Regions from separate parts of the Mus musculus genome. Here regions 1 and 3 are each linked to region 2. The links are chromatin contacts, called in public Hi-C and HiChIP or PLAC-seq maps. All regions are on one chromosome and are shown on one strand. The core of a region is the stretch at or near the end of the contact, and the rest is flanking DNA. Distances in the headings are between cores, read along the strand shown. Region 1 has its middle 38 kb from the start of Gm41559. Region 2 overlaps Zfand3 (zinc finger, AN1-type domain 3). Region 3 overlaps Btbd9 (BTB (POZ) domain containing 9).

What was found. Hi-C and Micro-C count contacts between places; a contact is called where the count stands out from the background. HiChIP or PLAC-seq counts read pairs in DNA pulled down with a chosen protein or histone mark.
Region 1: a contact with region 2 is called in an HNF4G HiChIP or PLAC-seq map of pancreatic cancer cells. The contact joins two enhancer-like sites. A contact is called at or near these places in 2 of 484 Hi-C or Micro-C datasets (liver and nephron progenitors), 1 of 115 datasets of contacts at active chromatin or transcription factors (pancreatic cancer cells) and 1 of 9 other capture datasets (adipose tissue).
Region 3: a Hi-C map of liver shows a contact between it and region 2, with 2.0 times the contacts expected there. The contact joins two enhancer-like sites. A contact is called at or near these places in 1 of 484 Hi-C or Micro-C datasets (liver), 1 of 115 datasets of contacts at active chromatin or transcription factors (memory CD8 T cells) and 3 of 9 other capture datasets (adipose tissue, embryonic stem cells and embryonic trunk).

What each region holds. Positions count from the first base shown.
Region 1 is chr17:29,926,020-29,930,500 of GRCm38.p6, forward strand. No RefSeq gene overlaps it. Among named protein-coding and RNA genes, the nearest start is that of Gm41559, 38 kb to the left of the region's middle. Within about 2 kb of position 2,867, at least 37 of the 459 cell types and tissues checked have an H3K27ac peak or open chromatin away from gene starts, as enhancers often do. A contact at or near this core is called in liver and pancreatic cancer cells, where this site is marked.
Region 2 is chr17:30,133,392-30,137,849 of GRCm38.p6, forward strand. It overlaps Zfand3 (zinc finger, AN1-type domain 3), which reads left to right. Exons shown (of 6, transcript NM_001356265.1): 3 at 1,932-2,114. Among named protein-coding and RNA genes, the nearest start is that of Zfand3, 130 kb to the left of the region's middle. Within about 2 kb of position 2,695, at least 43 of the 459 cell types and tissues checked have an H3K27ac peak or open chromatin away from gene starts, as enhancers often do. A contact at or near this core is called in liver and pancreatic cancer cells, where this site is marked.
Region 3 is chr17:30,359,479-30,363,472 of GRCm38.p6, forward strand. The region is part of intron 6 of Btbd9 (BTB (POZ) domain containing 9); the gene reads right to left. Among named protein-coding and RNA genes, the nearest start is that of Btbd9, 210 kb to the right of the region's middle. Within about 2 kb of position 1,368, at least 22 of the 459 cell types and tissues checked have an H3K27ac peak or open chromatin away from gene starts, as enhancers often do. A contact at or near this core is called in liver, where this site is marked.

The DNA.
Region 1 (4,481 bases), core at 1,617-4,116, 210 kb before region 2:
AACGTCTCATTATTTCTCGCCCTAACAAAGGCTTCTCGATGACAGGTGTTCCTTGACAACGTGTGCACAGGACTGCTCATTTGCAAGTCAGGAGCGCGAGGCCACGCATGTGCACACGTGCCCACGCACACGTGCATCCATCAGTGTGCCTGCGCCAAGGATCCAGGCCCTAGCAGGCCAGGTCAGGGCTCTGATTTGTTCCTGAGCACATTACTTCGAGGCAAATGCATTACTTCCAGGCAAATGCTTGTCTTGTTTAACTGGTCCTGTTCCCACCAGGTGGTGAGAACCTTGGGTGGGGGTGGGGGTGGGGATGAGGGGACGGAGGAGGGCGGGGCAAAGTCTCCATCACTTTTCTCACCTCCTGACTCAACAGCGCCCCCTGCAGCAAATCTGAGAATGGAGACACCCCAGCACTCCCGGTGTGGGGTGCCTGTGTTTTGCCCCGGGTCTTTAAGGAAGAAAACTGGAGAAAGAAGCCTGTACTCCACGAACCAAATAGCAACTGTAGAGCCGTGGTTCAGTTTCCGGATACAGCAGCCCTTTTGATCATCCCTTTAGACCCCACTTGCAGGTCCCCAGGTGAATCGCATAAAGGGGAAAGCCCCCTAGGGGCTCTGGGTATAGCTTACTTATCTTCTGAGTGTAGCAACCATTGAGATGCTCAAGCTCTGGTCTGCTGCATTCCCTCAGAAGGAGGGCTAGGGAGGGCCTGTCATTAGACCCTTCTCCGAGTTCAATGACACCTTCCTATACCTTGTGCCTACACCTTCCCAGCTGTAAGTCAGCCCTAGCTGCATGTGGTCTGGGATCTTGGGATGTGAAGGAGACTATATCCTGGGAGGTTAATTGCAGCAAGGGCCCATTTCACCCATGCAGCTATGGGGAGGTGGTCATCCATGCTAGGGTGGGACTTCCTGATGGTGTAGCTGTTTGGAGGTCACCTGTGACCTGTAAGCCCAGTGATATGTTGTCCCACCATGCTGACGCAATTGTTCCTTTTGTGTGTTGGGTTTGGTCGCCACAATCTGCGGTCAGCAGACATTTGTTCCCACCTCCCTTGGGAAAGTCAATGCAACAGTCAGCAATGGTGGATGTATGACGCCCAGAGGTCCATCCACATAAAACAAAGCAGTCACAGCAGCCTTGCCTCTCCATTCCTGCAAGACATAGGTGTGCAAACCTGGAACCAACACCCAGAAATCTTCATTCACCTCTGTGCAGGACAGTGCCCCAAGTGGCCTTAGATCCACCCATGCCCACTTTCTTCCACGTGACTCTCAAGAATGCACACACGCAGGATATGTTGTGTCTGCATCCTGCTGACAAGAGCAATGGCCAGGGTGTACAAAACAGCTCATTTGCAAGTCAGGAGTGAGGTCAAGTGGGGTGGGGGGGGGCACATACCTGTATATACATAGACATGTAGGTGCCGAGGATCAGGCCACACACTACTTTAATAGTGATGCTTATTTGTTATAGATAGTTGTATAACCTGCCCAGATTCAGCAGCTGTGGGCCCCTGTGGTCTGGGCAAAGTGTGATCTTCCAGCACCGTATGAGTTCTCCAGACCCTCCCAAGAGCAGATGTCCATCAGGGCTTTAGTCTCTTGTGTATTATTACCCCTGCTGTCTGTTTCCCAGGGTCTTCCTGTTATGCTGCAGGTAGGCCTTGCATAGAAGAGACCCTATCCCCCCCCCCCCCAGCTCTCCACAAAGCCACGCCTCTTTAACCCTCTGCTACCTGTCTGTGAGTAACAAACCTACTTCATGTAACTTCCTGCGAGTGTGAGCATGTGAGCATTTGTCCCAGCTGACTGAGCACATACCAGCATGCTATGGCCGCCTTTATTCCCCATCTCTGTCTGATTCTTCTCCTCTGGACCCTACAGATTTCAACACCCAGCCAAACTACCCTCCATTCTGAAAATAATGATGCTCGATATCTACCTCAGACCTCCACAAAGGAGCTCATTAAACTTCCGGACAGCCCCAAGAGGCAGAGACTCTGATTACCCATGCCTCATTTTACAGGGAGATCGCTACTGTTTCAGGAGCTGTTTTAAAGAGATACCAGTACTAACAAGAGTGGTTACAGAGAATTGGGGAGACATCGGGTGACGTGTAGAAAGTGGGCGGCGAGCTCATAAGAGCTCATTATCCCAATGGTTTCTGCCCACGTGGGAAATTTTTCTTAATTAAAGGTAAATTTGTGAAAATAAATAAATAAAGAGTCAGATTCTGGTCCAGTGGATGCGCTCACTTGGAGGATAGTTTCATCTCTCTAGGATTAAATGAGGTAATTTATGTAAAGAATGGAGCAATTTCTCTGCTGGGGATGTGTGTATGGCTTAGGGGTTCAGTGCTTGCCTGGATTATGCAGAGCCCTGGGTTTCATCCCTGGAACCATAAAAACATAAACTGGGCATAATGGTGCACACCTTTAGCCCCAGCACTTGGGAAGCAGAGGCAATCGGATCTCTGAGTTCAAGGCCAGCCTGGTCTAGAGAGTGAGTTCCAGGATAGTTAGGGCTACACACAGAAACTGTGTCAATAAAACAAAACAACAAAGACATAAACAAATAAACAAACTGAAAGTGACTGGTTCGCTATTGTTGATGCTGTTGTTATTATTATTACTACTACCGTGTAAAGCATGTCTGTCCTGGACTGGCACCCCAAGGTCTCTCTGTTCAGATCCCCCCGCCCCGCCCCCATGGGCCAGCTCCATTCCAGAGGCACCCCAACCTGTCTCACCTGTACCGGGGAGCCACCCCAGCACAAATATCCGCCTCCCTACAGTAAGCACTCCGTCTGGATCAGCCAGACACAGAACTGTGCCAGTCACCTACACCACTTGCCCCAGACACTGGGGCGGAGGCTCCCCTGCCAGTCCCGCCTGCCACTCCCAGCCGCCCACGGCAGAGGGCGGCCTCCCCGGCTCTAATTTTAACCCCGAGGAAGGTGCCAATCGCTCATTTTCAAAGCTGTTTCAAAGTGACTCTGATAAGCAAATTGCTGGCAGCCCTGGCGGGTGATTATTCCTGCATTAATCAGGGGGAAATTATGCCAGTTACTGATTAACTAATTACGGCAATCAGATCGGCTGGGAGAGCAGGGCAGAGGGAGCGGGCCAAGGTAAACAACCCGGAAAGGTGAGGCAGGCTCTCCCTGGGCTGGAGACAGGACAGGGACAAGCCACCTCTTCTCCTTCAACTACTACCCTAGTACTCCCGCCAGGTAGTCCCTGAGGCAGAAGCTGGGTGACTAGTTCAGTGAAGGAAGCCAGGCCCATGAAGGAGAAGTTATGTTTTCCATGGGTGTGTCTCCATCTCCCATAGAATGTGTGTTCTATAGGCTCTGGCCTTCAGGAGGCCATGTCTGATGGAGGAAGGTTTGGGGTGAAGAGGCGCGAGCACCAGCCCATCTATAGAAGAGGCTGCACGCTGTGAAGACCTCTCTTCACTGGCTCCCTCCCCACCCTACATGGAGGGACCCAAGAGAAGGAGCTCAGCCGTCTCCCCCCTCCCCGCAACCTCACAATCCCAGTGTTGAGGTGAGGCCTAGTGGGTGCTCCACAACCTTTGGTGTTAACCTCCTGCCCTCCTGCTTCCAGATGGCTCATCTGTGTGATGGGGGGAGAGGGGCAGGCATGTCTCCGGCTAGAGCCTGCTCAACAGCATTCTGACTGCCCACTCAGCCCATTCCTATGCCCCTGAATGAGAGAGGCTGGGCACTACAGAAGCCTAGGGGCACTTCCAGTGGCCTAATTTGGGAGAGCTATGGGGGGTGAGGTGAGGTTGCTCTCTGACTCCTCAGGAGGGTAGGACGAGACCTGGTACTGCTCTTCACAGTGGGTTGTACAGGGTCCCCACGCTCAGGTGTGAATCTCCCTCCTCCAGTAACACTCCTAAGCATGCTCCCCTGCTCTTTGGTGCGGGGAGGGCTGTCCAGCTCTGGGAATGGTGCCCCTAATAAAAGGTATTCACTTTTCCGGTGTTTGGCAGTCACCAGCTCCCTGTTCTTGTGGCCAGGTAGATACAGCAGCAGGCTGAATTCCAGGAAGTAAGCCTGCTGGGGGCCAAAGGAGTGAGCTCTTTGACCAAATGGGACCTTTGGGTCTGGGCGAGCTGTAAGCCTCGAAGGCAGGATGGGCTGCTCCTATTTGAATGATTTTGCAGATTGGAAAAGGCCTTCCGTTCCTCACCCCCTCCTCCTCCTCCCCTTCCTCCTTCTCTCCTTCCTCCCTTTCTCCCATCCTCCTCTCCTTCCATTCTTCCCCCTCCTCCTCTTTCCTTCCTTCCTTCCTTCCTTCCTTCCTTCCTTCCTTCCCTCCTTCCTTCCTTCCTTCCCTCTTCTTCCTCTTTCTTCCCTTCCTCCTCTCTTTCCTTTCCTCTTTCTCTCCCTCTTCCCCCTCCTAGCTCTTCTTCTCTTTCTCCTTCCCCTCCTTCCTCCCTCTCTTCCATCCTCCTACCCTTCCT
Region 2 (4,458 bases), core at 1,445-3,944:
AACAGTACCAGGGTTCTTATTCACTGGTGTGGTGGGCCTGGACCTCGCAGGCTGCTTTGCAGTGAGAACTTGACATTGTATGTTATGTCTTTAAAAACAAGCTTCCTTTCTTCCCAATTGATTGATCTCCTTTCAGAAACTCATGCTTAGATGGTGAGAATTTCTGAAAGTGAGTAGCAACAATGAAGTGGATTAGCTGATAGATTTATACTTTTGAGTATACCATTAACAGCACTGGTAAAAAGCAAGGAGTGCTGGTCCTGATTTCCTCATGTGTGGTAACGGAGTCTAGCTTTCCTGTTTATTTTAGAATTATAGAAAAACAAGTTTTGCAAACGTTAGGCCCTGACCAGAAGCAAGAAGCAGCAGCTGTCTGTGGACCCTTGGTTATCACTGCCTTCCGGGGCAACGCTAGGACGCCCCGTCACCTTCTGGGGGGCGGGGAGTTCTTGAGTCTTCCTGCTTTAGTCCTCTCTGGGTGTGGGTCAGGAAGCAGGTGCTTCGTGAAATGAATGCGCCGAGCCATGCTCTGAAGCAGGCGGGCAGGGGGCAGCAGGGAAGGTACGCTGACCCAGGGGCACAAGCATTTCCAGTTTCTTGTGCCTGAGTAAAGTTGGTATCTGTCTGTCTCAAGGAGTTGAGGACTCTACTAGGTTCCATTTCAATGTGTACTAGATTCTATTTCATGTCGTTTTGGCCTCGTAACATTTCCTTTTGTGTGGAATATGGTTGTGGGAAGACACTAACCTTTGATATAGGTGTACTAATAAGATGGTATAAAAGTTTTTATATATATTGGGTTTTTCAAGACAGAGTTTCTTTGTACGGCCCTGGCTGTCCTGAAACTCACTCTGTAGACCAGGTTGGCCTCGAACTCAGAAATCCACTTGCCTCTGCCTCCCGAGTGCTGGGATTAAAGGCGTGCACCACCACGCCTGGCAAAGTTTTATATTTTATCTTATAACATGCAAAGGGCATTATTTTATCGTATTTATATAGCATTTTCTTGATAATTGACAAATAATAATACTGAAATAAATCATTTTTAATTTGTCAAAACACTGAATAAGAAAGTGTCTCCATCATACTGAACACACGTTCGTGTAGAACTTGGTGCTAAACCATTCGTAGAGGACCTTCTTCTGGGTCGAGGTTTCATACATAGCAGAGCAGCTCCCTCACTGTGATCTATTAAAAGTCAGCCCTCAACACAAGGGTTTGCAAAAAGTGGGGGGAAAAAAAAAGAAAAAAAATTGTCTAGGAGATATATACAGGAAAGAAACAGCACAGGACTGGGTGGGCTTGACCTGCTGGCCCCTCCCTGAGTCCTGGGGTGGGGGCTCTTCCTATCCATGCCTGCTCTGTGCCTGAGGGCAGGAGCTGTGTTGTCAGCTTGAATTGAACACTAATTAGAAAACCAACCTCCTTGTGTTTTTATGTCTGTTGTAAACTAAATGCAGCCCATTTCTTTTCGCTGTTGTGGTCATTTCTTTTACATCTATCCTCATTACTGATAATATATGTGCACCCACTGATTTCTGCCATTTTTAATGTGTTTTTTGTTTAGGGAGCTATTTTTTTGTGCTGCTATTTTCCTTCTGACCTCTCACCGATAGGTCTCAATCTCCCCCTCCCCTTTCTACTGATTACTCTTAAGAACATCTTTGTGTATTCAAAGTTCAGTATTAAAATCAATGTCTATCCTTATCTGAACCACAGAGGGTGTTAATATATAACTTGAAAGTTTAAATCATGCCCGTGGTTTTATGTTTGCTTTTTCATCAGCCATTCACTTCTGCACTTTGCTTTTAGTTACCACAGTGGCCTTCCTCCATGTTTCATGTGACTCTGACCCTAACATTAATGTTTTCTAGTGGTTGCTCTGATGTAAGGGCCGTAATTAACCAGTTTTCTTACCCTTTTTTCTGTAGATTTTCAAAAGAAACAACCAGATGATGATTCCACCCCAAGTACAAGTAACAGCCAATCAGATTTGTTTTCCGAAGAGACCACCAGTGACAACAACAATACCTCTGTAACCACGCCAACTCTTAGTCCCAGCCAGCAGTCGCTCCCGACAGAACTGAATGTAACTTCACCGAGTACAGAGGAATGTAAGTCTCTATCTGTGAGAGCCTTAGAGCAGCCCAGGAGCATCAGCGTGAGAGCCTTGCTCAGGAAGGCTTAACTCAGATTCTGTTTAAGACAAATGTGTGGGTGTGGAATGCTGTGCTGTGCAAGTCAGTAAGTGCAGCCACTCCAGAGAAGGTGAGGTCTTCTTAGGACTAGCCTTCCAGCGGTTATCAGCTCTGCCTTCACATTAGAACTCACTGGGGAAATTTAAAGCAATCTTTTTTATTGCATTTTTGAAAGACTTGTGCATGTAGTGCACTTGCATGGTTATCATAGAGGGCAGAGGACAGTGTGCTGGAGTCAGTTCTCTGCTTCCACCAGGATTGGAACTCGGGTCATCAGGGCTGCATGACAACATGGACATATTTCATCAGCTCTCCACCGAGGATTTAACAAACAATTTTAGTTTTTTATTATCATCCTTGAGCCTAATTTAACTCTTCAAAGAGAAGGAAGCTCAAAGATTCAGCCTTTAAAGTCTATGGAGAATTCTGCTGTACAGCAAGCATTTAGAATCACCAGTCTTGGGAACGTCAGCCTGACCTAGACTTAGATTGGACTCTTGCCTCTGCTAACTGGCCTTGACTAAGTTTACACTTAGGTAATAAAAGCACAGGCTGTGTGAAGAAAGTAGGAGATACTTTTATTCTTGTTTAATATTTTACTGCGTGCATTTGCGAATGTGTGTGTTTTGAATATGAGGATGTAAGCGAGTAGGTATGTATCGTTCTCTCCTGTTAGGCTAAGGGGCCTGGGGATTGAACCCAGTTAGCCAATCCTGTGTATAAGTGCCTAGCCATACCACTGGTCCTCTTGTTACCCTTGTATGTGATACATAGTCGTTATAATGCTACAATGATTTCTTGTGGGACACAATGTAACTCATAGTATTTGCCTCTTATGCTTTCCTTAAGGTTGGAATTTATGTTTCAAGCTTAATGGGTATTTAGAAATGTAATAGTTTAGGTTATCAAGTCTACTAATTTGGGGAAGGTTAGCAGGGAAAAAAATAATTTGTTTAATACTTTCACATGTTATTATATTCAGTTATATTGAGAATATAAAACAGAAGATCTTTAGAGAGTTTATTGTTTAGCAGGGACATTCAATTTAAATCAGAAGATGGCAAAGAGGAGTGATTATTCCCCTTTTTCCTCTCAAAGCAACGCAATGCTGAGAGACGAGAGGACTGCTAACATCTTATATTGCACAGGACAACTCTACACTGGAAGTGATCCAGCCCAGTTCTGTCCGGATGCTGGGGTTAGAAGCCGGACACATTCTGTGTATACTTAATGTTAGTAGGTCAGCGTTTGTAGTAAGTGTTATTGAAAGGCACTGGCTTACTCAGAAATGGTATTGAAGACAGAATGCTGTGAAGAGACACTTCACACATGTAGTGTGAGCTGTGGAGGAAAGCTGCCTGGAGTTTCTCTTGGGTAGTGACTTCATTCATGGAGAATGAAGTTGGAAAGTTAATGATTACCAAGCTTGAATGAATGTCCAGTCAAGCTACTGGGACTTTGAACAATAGCTGTGGTTCTAATGAAGAGACAGTGATAGTGTCACTGTCCTTTTGAAGGAGCAATCTGACAGTATTGTGAACAGGGATAGATTATAGCATTCCAGAAAAGGAGATTTTAATATTATAACTTGTTTAATGGAACTAGGAAGGGTGTGAAAATCATTTCAGAAGAGAAGAAGGATGTTAACAGTGTGTCAAGGAAGTAGATAATTTTGCTTCCTCCTTTCTAGTTTGGATGGCCTTTCCTTCCCTTACATAATTGCTTTCGCTAGGACTTATGTAGAGTGCTGTATAGAGGTAGCGTAGAGTAGAGTAGAGTAGAGAGCCTTCTTGTCTTCTTTCAGATCCTAGGGAAATGGATTCGACTTCCTCATTGGTTATGCTGTTTGCTGTGTGTTTGGCACATATGGCCTTAATTGTGTTATTGTATTATCTTTTCTATATGCCCCGTTCATCAGAGCTCTTATTGTGGAAAGTGTTTATTTCTCCTGTACTTTGGGAGTCTCATTCACTAACCCAGTTGGTCTCAAGCTCATAACAGTGCTCCTGTATGAGCCGCCCCCGAGAGCTGAGGTCCCGGGGAGAGCCGCAGTGCCTGGATAGGATGCTGAATGTTACTGTCTTGTCTTTGTCTACTGTCCCTTTTCTGCTGGTGTGATACACAGACTCACTCACTGACTTGCCAATCGTGAACCATCCTGTGTCCAGGAGCTGGGTCTTGTTCATAGTTTGTAACCATTTCCATGTGCTGTGGGGTTGAGGTCGCTTGTATTAAGAAAATGTATGGGTTGTTTTTTATC
Region 3 (3,994 bases), core at 118-2,617, 220 kb after region 2:
ATCATCACTAGAAAAGGGAAAGCCAGTCTGAGTGAAAGCTGTGTTGAGAAATGGGTGTTCAGTCACAACAGCCCAGGAGCGCGGGCGGGCCAGCCCTCGCCTGCTCTCTAATGAGGCTTGTGCTCATTTCCTGCCTTGGTTCCATCAGCCCTCCCTGCTCCCTGATTATAAATTCCACTTTGCTTTCATCTGGGTAACTTTTAGCTCCTTGTAATATAAAAGACTTAAGTGTGTCTGCGATGGCAAAGTGACATCCAGTATGGAATCCATATCACTTTCTTTTATTTCATGACCACTATTACTCATTAGACCTGCCTCCTTGAATATAATATATTACTTTCTGTGTAAATGGGAGGACAATCATATTAAAAGTCATAAATGTACCTCATTTAAATAAACTACCCAAGCTCCAATGCTCCAAAAATCATAAAACAGAATTGAAAACAAATGAATCTTTGCTTTGGGCTTAAGGCTTATGAATTAAATCAGCTATTAATCAGACTTGGAAAAACACTGGCTCTTTTCCCATGGTCGCTACTATGGAGTTATTTTAAAGGATCAATAGAGCTCACTAACCTACATGACTTTCTGGTACTTCTACTCCCTGGTTTACCTTAGAACTTATTGCTAATTACCGTGGGTCTAAGAGAATCCACACAGAAGTGACAATACACATAAATTATTCACAGGGCCATTCATCTGCAATGGACATCCCATCAGATTCAACCTTGTAAGTGTCACAGGACCAGTTATTTTTACATCAGATTGTATTTTATAGGAAATAATAAAGACGCTATAGCAGCACAATAAATCCCCACTAGCAGAAGATCTGCATTTCATTGCAACAAATGCCTCTACTCTATTAAGCAAGCACTGAAGTCTGCCTTTAATGCTTTGGAGTCAAAGGTTTCCCTGGTATTGTTTGCAAACTTGCAGGAGCCTGAGGCTGAAGGTTGATGTGAAACATTAAGGACACTTTTGCCATTGTTTGTTTGTTTGTTTGTTTCCTCCTCCTTTCCAGATTTCACACAGGAAACAGGACTCTTAGAACCAGAAGGCCTTGCTCTCATCCAGAAGGACCTTGCTCCTGGCATTTATTTTCCTCATCTAAAACATTTTCTCTTCTCGGCTGTGATCCATTGTGTCTCTGTAACAGAACCATGTTTATCATCCAAGGCTTATCACATTGCTCTTGCTGACTGTGTGGTCAGCAAAAACCAAGTTGATGAGTCTGGATGTAAGGAGTTGGCAGCCCCCGTGGCTCTAATGGATCTCAGCAGTATTAGTTTACTGAAAGAGGATCTGTACAGCCCAGGACAATTTACCATTCTGTGGACTGTGCACAGATGACACCCTTTATTGTGCAAGAGTTGAACTTTGGCTCTCTTCCTAAAGAACAGAAATTCACTCTGCAAGTATCCAGCAGTGAAGCAGCAGTGAGGAGAAGCAGCCTGGTGTGGTGGGCACAGAACACCTGGAGGACTCCCAGAGCTCATCCAGCAGCAGACAAGACAGGCCTGCTCTGCCCAGGGTGATACACAGTCATGTGCAGGAACATGGGGTGTATGAGATGGGCACTTCTCAAGGTCACTTTGATAGCCATGATCCATTACTGAAGGACAGGCTGCTGCTCTCGCCTGTGTGTCTTCCTGAAGCCATAGACTCTACTATCTGTACTCTGCATGTCAGCATACTCAAAATAATGTAGACAAGGCTAGCTCAGAAATGCACCACAGTGACTCCTGTAAGCAGCCATGGCCATTCTTTAATGCCTCCAGACCGTTCTTCCCTGCACCTAACTGTGATAAGAAACATTTGAATGTCCTTATTCCTTATGCCCCTTTTTGTCTCAATGGCTAATTTAATTTTCATAAAAATGAAGGGAAAGACTAATATAAGTTTTAGACAACAAATATAAGACCAAGAGGGATGGTTTTATGCACAGAGTAATAACACAAAAAGAAAAAGAAGTCGCAATGGCTCAACGTTAGTAAGTAGTTTCAATGAGCTGCTCCCCACCTTGCAAATCCCACGGGCATCACAGTGTACACATGGCTCTCTCCTAGATCAGCAGTCACACATGCCATCAAGGAAAAAGCATCTCTGGAGCCCTGAGTGACAGGATTTTTAGCCATACCTTCAGCATTCTCATAGCCCCACATCTAAAGTAATTAAAATTTAAATATCACCAAAATTCCTGGGAGACTCTATCTTTGTAAAAACTGCCAGTTTATCCTCTTCCAATGCAGAGTCACATTCGTTATTAAAAGATGCTAAGCCTAATCACAGGCTGATGAGGAACACTAATTTGTCACTTCCCCGGGCTATTTCTGCAGCTGTGAGGTGGGGTTTCACTGGCTTGGCGTGGACTGACATAACTCATTTTCTAAAAGTCAAACGTATTGCTATCCAGTTGGAAGAAAATCTTGCTCCATCAATCTACAGATCCTCCAAGAAAAAAAAAAAAAAAAGGCTCACATATGCTTTAAAGTATGAAACTGTAAGACCATGTCCATCCATATTTTCAAGAGCAACAAATCATTCTTTGTGTTTATTTTCTTTTTGAAAGAGAGTATGTTCTTGACTTCTTCAGCACTGACACCAAAATCACACATGGGGTGCTAAGTGCTTAGTACCCTCAAGCTGAGCCACTGAAGCACTTAGCACCCTATGTGTGCTCGTCCTCCCAAGAACCTCCCAACCTGACACAGGTGTGTGTCTCACTACCACTGATGCATTCACAGCTCCTCTGCAGCCAGCAGACTCTTATACTTGCCAGGACACAAATATAACACCGGCTGCCAGAGTTTATGGAAATGCTAATCAGGCCCGGGGGTTTAGCATGCACAGAGCCTTGGGTTCCTCCATCCCACCCCACCCCGGCTTCCCTGCTGAACCTGTCTGCTTTCCTTCCTCCACAGGGAAGGGAGAGGGAGGCTCAGTCAGCTCTTCCGCAGCTTAAGGACTGTTTATGTGCTCACCAGCACCAGACACAGTAAGCAGCACTTGCTGAGGACAGCGCTCCTCTCTTCAGGAGGCTACATAGCCTCATGAAGTCAAAAGTAAAATGCACTGGTTTGTTCTTTCCAGATCCCCTGGACACCCCTGAGAGTGACCTAGGATTCAGGGAGCTCACAGAGTGATCAGTAAACAGATCCCACCTCACATAATTACTCAGACCTGCAGTCTTTCTGCTCTGGGGTAGTAGTATTTTGTGCACTGATTTATTTCTCTGAATTGGACCAGAATTAATAAGATATTACGTTCACTGAATACAGAAATCATGACCAGTCATCCCTGTATTTTCACATTATTAGTACATTACTTAAATACACAACACACACACACACCACACATAGGGTGGGCAGGGATGTATTATGATAGTTCCTTTTTTAGGAGGGGCATTTGAGACAGGGTTTCTCTAAGTAGCCCTGGTTATCCTGAACTGTAGACCAGGCTAGACTCAAACTCACAGAGATCCACCTGCTTCTGCCTACTGAGTGCTGAGATTAAAGGGGTGCACCCACACACACAGCAGTTTCCTTTTCATCTTCTTTTTTTCTATTTTCTTTCTTTCTTTCTTCTTCTTTTTGTTCGAGACAGGGTTTCTTTGTGTAGCCTTGGCTGTCCTGGAACTCACTTTGTAGACCAGGCTGGCCTCGAACTCAGAAATCCGCCTGCCTCTGCCTCCCGAGTGCTGGGATTAAAGGCGTGCACCACCACTGCCTTTTTATGAAAAGTGTGAAATCTGACTTCAGAAAAGCATTCTTTCTACTCTTAATGCTAGAAGACAGGGAGAAGCGTAACACTAGGTTAAAATTCAGAGCTACAGCTAATATCATTAAAAATCAAAGATAAAAGGATGCTGCAAAGACGTTACAGTAAGCAGCATTTAACACTTCCATGCCTAGAATCTATCTGAAAAATAAGCTTGTTAGTTTTTGTTCGAACTCCTGTTTTACACATTGTTTTTATCTGCTAAACCTAATCTTTC